2 separate regions of the Mus musculus genome follow, and region 2 is linked to region 1. Evidence: chromatin contacts called from public HiChIP or PLAC-seq data. All regions are on one chromosome and are shown on one strand. The core of a region is the stretch at or near the end of the contact, and the rest is flanking DNA. Distances in the headings are between cores, read along the strand shown. Region 1 has its middle 81 kb from the start of 5430437J10Rik. Region 2 overlaps 5430437J10Rik (RIKEN cDNA 5430437J10 gene).

Evidence for each region. HiChIP or PLAC-seq counts read pairs in DNA pulled down with a chosen protein or histone mark.
Region 2: a contact with region 1 is called in a CTCF HiChIP or PLAC-seq map of CD8 T cells, with 10 read pairs. The contact joins two enhancer-like sites. A contact is called at or near these places in 1 of 15 datasets of contacts at CTCF or cohesin (CD8 T cells), 4 of 484 Hi-C or Micro-C datasets (CD4 T cells, nephron progenitors, regulatory T cells and 1 more), 5 of 115 datasets of contacts at active chromatin or transcription factors (CD8 T cells, embryonic stem cells, memory CD8 T cells and 2 more) and 1 of 9 other capture datasets (bone marrow-derived macrophages).

The regions. Positions count from the first base shown.
Region 1 is chr15:5,413,298-5,417,175 of GRCm38.p6, forward strand. It overlaps the pseudogene Gm46496. Among named protein-coding and RNA genes, the nearest start is that of 5430437J10Rik, 81 kb to the right of the region's middle. Within about 2 kb of position 1,369, at least 78 of the 459 cell types and tissues checked have an H3K27ac peak or open chromatin away from gene starts, as enhancers often do. A contact at or near this core is called in CD8 T cells, bone marrow-derived macrophages, memory CD8 T cells and 2 more, where this site is marked.
Region 2 is chr15:5,515,001-5,518,865 of GRCm38.p6, forward strand. The region is part of intron 1 of 5430437J10Rik (RIKEN cDNA 5430437J10 gene); the gene reads left to right. Among named protein-coding and RNA genes, the nearest start is that of 5430437J10Rik, 21 kb to the left of the region's middle. Within about 2 kb of position 2,406, at least 91 of the 459 cell types and tissues checked have an H3K27ac peak or open chromatin away from gene starts, as enhancers often do. A contact at or near this core is called in CD8 T cells, bone marrow-derived macrophages, memory CD8 T cells and 2 more, where this site is marked.

The DNA.
Region 1 (3,878 bases), core at 119-2,618:
CGGAAGTAAAACATGGCATAACCAATCAGAAGACAAATAGTTATGAGAAGAATATGTTATTATTTATAAAAGATCAAAGCACTGTCATTCTTTAAAAGGTTATCTATGAAGATGGGTAGAATGGTAAGGATTAACATTGCATAGAAAATTTCTTGGTGTGCTGGGGGGAGTGTTACACTATCCTTCAAAGTTTATTGTATACAACACCAATTTTACATTAATGTTCTGGTCAAATGCCAGTAAACACCCATGAAATACATCTATTGGGCAGTAAGCAATTGGTCTATGAAGAAGCATATTTTAAGGATATTTTGTATTCATCAACATTTAGAAGTAGCCTCCATGGTTGACAGAGCACTTTAAACAGAAAAATGAAACTATGGGCATCTGCTAATTGCATACTTATTCAAAAATCTTTTTTAAAAATTCTGTATAAGAACCCAGCAATTGCATGATAATAGACAGCCCTACCTACAATGCTTAAGCCCCATCCCTTACTACACCCTCAATTTCCTGGTTCACCTTAGACACATTACTCAACGTTTCTCTCACTATCAAGTTCTACAGAAATGACATTTGATTTCTTAGGTCCTTCTGTTCCATTTTAATGTTGATATTCCTATCTGTGCTGTATTTGGTGAGAGTAAGGTCAGTTTATTAAAAGTTCATTTTTAATATAGAGCTATTTACAAAGCATCCTTAAAATATGATGGTACTTCAGGGGAATGCCAGGGCCAGAAAACAGGAGTGGGTTGGTTGGAGAGTGAGGGGAAGGTATAGGGGGCTTTGGGGATAGCATTTGAAATGCAAATGAAGAAAATATCTAATAAAAATAATGAAAAAAATATGATGGTACTTATTATGTACTAGGCACATAAGATACACTCTTTCATGAGAAGAGGCAAGAGAAGACAATAGTCAGAGAGTGAAGTCTGGAAGTTTGAACATATCCATGTATTACTCCCAACCATGTGGTCTCAGGTGCTTCAGAATCTTTAATATTTATAGGAATCATTAGTATCGAAAGCAGATTACACATCAGTAAAAGGAGGTGGGGCTTGAGAGCTTGTAGTTCTAACAAGCTCTCTCTCATGTGAGGCTGATGTGTCTGCTCCTTGGATTATATTGCTGTCATTCAGTTTTCCTTCCTGTAACTGTTTAGGGCTAACATAGTTCCTCTGAGTGTACTTTAGAAATGGCTGACATTCAGTGAATGCCACTGTTACTTATTAGCATGACCGGTCTTTATGTAATTTCCACAGGACCAACAGGTGCAGTTATTAACCGGTTTCTCTAACGTCAGTGACTTGTTTGGGGATTGAGGACAGAAAGTTTAAGTGTCAGTCTCTATGACTTTCACAGGAAGTTGTGGTACAGACTTCCTTGTTTACTATGACTACGACTATGACTACGACTACTACAACTACTACAACTACCACTGCTGCTACTACTACAAATACTACTGCTACTACTAAAATATTTCATTCCTCAAACTCAAGTTCTTTTTTTTTTTTTTTATTTTTCTTTCCATTTTTTATTAGGTATTTAGCTCATTTACATTTCCAATGCTATACCAAAAGTCCCCCATACCCACCCACCCCCACTCCCCTATCCACCCACTCCCCCTTTTTGGCCCTGGCGTTCCCCTGTACTGGGGCATATAAAGTTTGTGTGTCCAATGGGCCTCTCTTTCCAGTGATGGCCGACTAGGCCATCTTTTGATACATATGCAGCTAGAGTCAAGAGCTCCGGGGTACTGGTTAGTTCATAATCAAACTCAAGTTCTTAACCATTCTGTTCCCTGTTCAGTGGACTCATTTCTTAGTAGTTTTCCCAAGAGTCTATTAATCATCGGAAATTTCCTCCTTCTGGACCTTGTGACAACCTAAGTCATGACTTTAATGGACACAGCGACCTGTCTTCTCTGCAGTTTTCAATGTGCGTTGACAGCTTCTGATCCTTTATAAGCTACTTGCTTCTCTCAGCATAGTTTTTCTTCAAACTTGTATTAACTTTATTATATTGCAAAAGGAGAAAGAACCAGAAATGATGGGTTTAGATGAGAGGGTTTTTGAAAGGAGATTTTTTGGGGTGGGGATGGGGGGAGAGGCTATGCTTTCTGCCCTCTTCATTGCTCTCATGATCACTGGGGAATCTCTGGGGTGGCCTTATCAGGTTTAACTGTGGGGTTGGGCCTTCCTTAGGTGAAATTTTATTAGAGTGACTGATTTGAACATTTAACATCTGGTAAGTTCTCTCTGGATTCAAAAGAGCTTAAAAAGAATGTGGACAGTGGTCAATAAACCCAGGATGCTAATGAGAATGTGAGTCAAGCCTGGCTCAAGTTTTTAGTGTTTTATTGAAAAAGCAATGATCCAAGGCATTTTTATAGGGGCTAATGTTCTTTGTGTACCAGAAAGAAAGTGAATTAATGTTTCCTATTCCTAAAAACATTACTTGTTTACGTTTGAAATTGAGTTTGGGCTTGAAAAACAAATATAAAACATTGGCTCAAAACAATAAGTTGAAAAACACCCCAACTTATTTCTTATTTATTCTTTTCTTGGAGACTGTTGTCAGGAACAGTTTGCTGTGGTTCATTCTTTCTCAGCTTCAACAGAGCAAAGCACTTGTTCTCTTTCAGATTCGAAGTTAGCTTTTTCCTTGCCTTTAGATTTACACACCAGTAGTAGGCTACAAAGTCAGTGGCTGATAACTAATATATTACCGAAGTTTAGGTGTTTGTTATTTTCAGAGAGCAATGATTTAAAAGTGCAACACGCCAACTAGAACTTATTTAAAGCGATTAACAGAAGAGAAATCAGATATCTCAAAATAGCAATGCTAAGCAGACTGTGCCAGTAATTTAAGGGGAAGTGATCAAATCTGAGAAGTGAGGGTTCTTGCTATAAATCTTAGCATCTGACTTTATCACCGGTTTCATTTCCTCATGAGAGATTCCAAAGACATGTTAAGCATGAACACTGTGCTTCTGTCTTTGACCTCTATGGAATAATTTCTCATCATTCCCTTCACAGACCAATGCAGTTGTATACACTTATTTGTTTTTACATGAACCCATCCACTCCATGCTTGTAAATTGAGATCATTCTACAAAATAGCCTTGCCAACAGACTGAATGTGGGGAATCCAGAAAAAGTGAACATAGCAAAGACAACCCTAAGATGGTCGACTTGATAAATGGGTTTGTAGTGGAGTACTTATTGCTAGGCACAATTACCTGAGAGGGAGGAGACATGATGATACTAACACATGGTCCATGGTCGATAGAACAAAAGATCTTGTGTTTAAGTGCTAGGTCAGGGCTGGTGAGCAAGAGATCATTAAGCTGTGGGAAAAGATGAGAGCTCTGGAAAGTGGGTGTTATTTTAGGTAAGAAGGCTATGGTAACTCTGTCACTTGGTGGCACTTCAGAATGGAAGAGGCATCCTACAAATTGGAAGGAAAAAGGCAACCTATGAAGCAGAGACAGACAATGGAGCAGGGTGTGCTGGGAGCTAAGACAAGATGATGTTCCCAGAAGGACATGATTGTTTATGCTTACTGCTGTTGAGTGTTGGAGTGGCATGGGCACGCAGCCATGTTGCATGACCATCCTCCATGAGAGGTTAAGAAGACATAGATGGAAGCCCTCACCTTTCTTACTCTCTTCTCTATCCCTCTTTCTCTTTCTCTCCCTTCCCCACTCTCTTCACATTGCCATGGCCCATCTCTCTCTCTTTTTACCTTCTCTCTTTCTCCTTGTCTTTCTACAATAAAGCTCTAAAACCATTTAAAAAAAAAAAAAGAAATTAGAAGACCTAGATGATTCGTCTACATTTTTATCTATAGGGATTGTGCTACTAGTGAGAATAGTG
Region 2 (3,865 bases), core at 1,156-3,655, 100 kb after region 1:
GCATGGATCCTTAAAATGGAACTCTATTTCTGTGGAAGAGCAGCAAGTGCTCTTTATCCATTGAGCTGCCTCTCCAACCCCATATATAGCTTTCAGAAGGCCATGCTACACAACCTGCATCAGAAAGTCTCTCTGACAGGCAGTGCTATGTCTTGTCTCTTTAGCTTTTCTTTTCTTGGTGAGCATATCATGGTACATACATAACTAAGGAATCTGCTTTTCACCTAATCACTAAGTTTGGAGTGTGTCAAGGTGTACATGTTTGGGAATTCTTGGTGTTTTAATGTATATACACATCTCAGAGATTGTGTGTTGTTCCTTAATGGATGCACGTTACCTCTGTTTGGTAAGGTTTACTACCAGACTGGGGTTGATAGCTGGCCTTATCTTTATATATCATGTCATGGCATCACCAAATGGGCTCTGAAATACCAGGGAGATTTCTAATGTGGCATTCAATGCTCTTAAAATAAAGGTAAGCTGAAACTGCAGTTTCTCTTAGAGTTAAGAGCCAGTGTTGGTAGAATGTTGTTTCTGCCACATAGTTCATCATAGTGCTTGCAAGATAGAACACACGCATGAGCAGGGGATTAGATCTCACTTTTGCAATGGAGGAATATTTTTAAAATGATGGCCTGCTAGTTAGAAGAAAAATCAGTCCTGACCCTGACTGAGTAGATACCAGCTATTTAAGAACATGCAATCCAAGATGATCTCACCTCAAGGCTGTCATCTTCTACGTGTGGATGGGCTATCCTCCTTTTTTTTTGCCACAAGGAGATAAAAATTATTAGCTTGCTAAAGGTGCACTTGTTAAAGTTAACTTATTGAAGAAAGCAGACACTGAAGTGATGCTAAGCATCCCAAAGCATGTCTTCTGTCCATGTCTCTCAAAGAAGATGGACTATGTCAGTGTTTTCTCCAATAGAAATAAGTTTAGAAGACTTTCTTGACTTGTGACTGTTATCTTACATGGGCATGGTATTCAACTGTCCTCCAAATGCTTAGGTTTATACTCATAGATCAGTGCTGTTCTAAGTCTAAGTTTCTTTTTGCAGCAGGCAACAGCTAGTTTAGAGATCTACAACTAGTCACACTCCAGAGAGTAAATAGTCAGAGAGTGCTTGTTCCTCAACCAGATCTCTCTATTCTACCCATGATGAGGCTCAAGGACCACTGTGGAAGGAGATGGGAGGACATATTTAAGAGCCAGAGTTTGGCATGGAGTGCTAAGAAGATTTCCTATGGGACAATAACATGACTCTGATGCTGAGCCTGATGACCTAGATTTCTTTCTACGATCCATATGGCCAGTAGGGGAGAACCAGTTCCTGTAAGTTGTTTTCTGATCTCTACATATAGTGAACGTGTTCACATGTATGCACAACCCTACACAGTAACACCTCTCCTTATATGCACACACAGAAAATAAAGCATAAAGCAGCTTTAAAAATAATATCTTCTGGACACAACACAGTGTTTGCACGTGTGAACTCACTGCAGTAGTGTTACCCACCTAAGACCTACACAAGACTGGAACCTCACTTTCCTCTAGTACCTGTTGGAGGCTCCTGAGGCTTCACCCCTCACTGAAGGACTACAGCCAGTTAATAGGTTTGGGGGGAAAGAGTTCATTTTCTGTGTCAGTATATCCACTGGTAAGTTGTCTATATTCCAGTTAATGACCCTCCACTCATACCCATTCAAGCAACTATAACTAAATCCATTGGATAAGAAAGAAATGTCATCAAAGTAGGAGGGGCCTTGTTGGAAAGAAAAAAGGTTTCAGGAGACAAAGCAAGAGATAAGAGAAAGAGAAGATAAGATGGGATGGATAAGAAATACATAAGAAGGTGTGAAAATGCCCCCCAAGTTCAGTGTGTACATATACAAAATTGGTGAAGAATAAAAAATAATCTTGGTTTGTATCACACAAAATTTGAGAGAAAATATTGGTGCTTATAATATACAAAGAGAACGTGTATCTTACATGCATGCTGTAATGTTTAAATATATCAAATGTGAAGGGAAATTCACATTGTTGCTAAAGCTGGAGATGTAGCTTTAGTGGCAGATGTTAGGCCTTGGGTTCAATCCGTCACAGAACAAAATTCAATACCCTTCTCAGGTTTCTCTATCACATCAGTATCCTTGTTTGCTAGCAAGGTCAGGAAGATAATGCCTGTATTTGACTTTGCCAAATGGAGAATTCTGGACCCTTCCTATGCTTTGGATCTACTTTGGTGACGGGTTTCATTCTCCATAGGTCTCAGCCATGACTTACCACAGTTGACACTTCTTTCCTGTGTCACATTGGGTATGTCTCTCCCCAGAGCTGATGACTGGTGGTCAAAGCTGCTCTAAGCAGAGGTCATACTGCTGTGGCTAACACCAGCAGTTAAACACACTGCCGCTGCCTGCGAGAGGCCCTTGCACTTCCTTGTTCTTTAAAAAGTCACATTATGTTGTGGGACTAGCTTGTAAAATTTTTGTGGGCAATCAGAAACCCTTGAAGTTTTCACACAGAGAAAGGAAAAGGTTTGCCCCGTGAGAAAGCCAGGGCTGGGTATTTTTGTCCTTTTCTTTCTAGTGCAAGCCGTCTGAGGGAAGATTCTTCATGGCAAAACAGTTCATCAAAACTGAGACCAGGGCTGAAGAATGGTCTGTGCTTCCTGTATTTACTGTTCGCAGTGATGTATGTGTGCGTTTTAGGAACTTTGAACGTCTAGTTGAGTCTGTACTTTTTGTGGCTTGTCTGGGCTCAAATTCACAACCTCATGAAGAGTTATTTTATTGGCTAAAAATGAACTCTGCCCCTTCACTATCAGATACTACAAATGGAGATAGCACAAGCCTTTGAAAACGCTTTATAATGTAGTTGAAAGGGAAACCACTCCATTCAACTTGTTCAGAGATCTGAAAAAAAACATGAACAGTGAGGTTTGATAGGAGGCCACATTGGCGTTTGATGTGAAATGGCTTTCTGAGAAGCATTTCCCCCTCACAACAGGACTAATTATTGTTGGGTCCCTTCTTGACACTTACTTTTTTTTTTTTTTTCCTGGTAATCAAGTTTCCTTTTCCTTAAAACACAAGCTAGAGCTCCGTGATTGGTCGACTCTCCCCACAAACTCACCGCTATGATTGTCCTCCAGTTAGGAGATTTTGGAAATCCCCCTGACATCCTTTTTTTCTTTTTTACCAAATATGTCTCTAGTTGTGTGGCTATGAAATTTTATCCCAAGGGCTGCCTGGCTCTTTCTGACTTTAGTACACACCGAAGTTCATCGTTTGTCTTAATAGCACAGTCCAGAATTCATAAAGCAGTTCCTAGTGGGACAGTGGCCACAGGTCCTCTCAAATAAGATTGCTTAACATTCTTTTAATGTGAGAAGAAAGCTCTGGAGAGTTACCATTTCTTCTCTGGCCTGTGGGTGGTGTTCAGGTGAATCAGAAGTGTGCCAGCATTGCCAGGGAGTTCGACCTAACTTTTCTCTGTCCCTCTGGGGCCTTTAAGATGATAACATCGAGTTATCGGCCTGCTTAAAGAGGTAGCTATTACTCCGAATTCCTTTGAAGTGTTGAAGAAAGAGACGACACTGCTCTTCACTGCCTTTGGCTCCTTCACACGGTGTCTACTTTCTGCTACCTTGGTACTAAAGTTAGGCCTACTCCTTCAGAAGACTGTTGCAGTCTTCCAGTGACCAAGAAATCTTGATGAAGCTATATGGTGTACCCATTGAGGAGGACATTTGTAACTTATCCAGGGACTTCTGGAAGTACAAGCATAAGAGTTAAAGGTTGATTTTTCTCCCACTGTACATACCTGTCCTATGCATGCACGACGTCTTCTAAACTATACTTT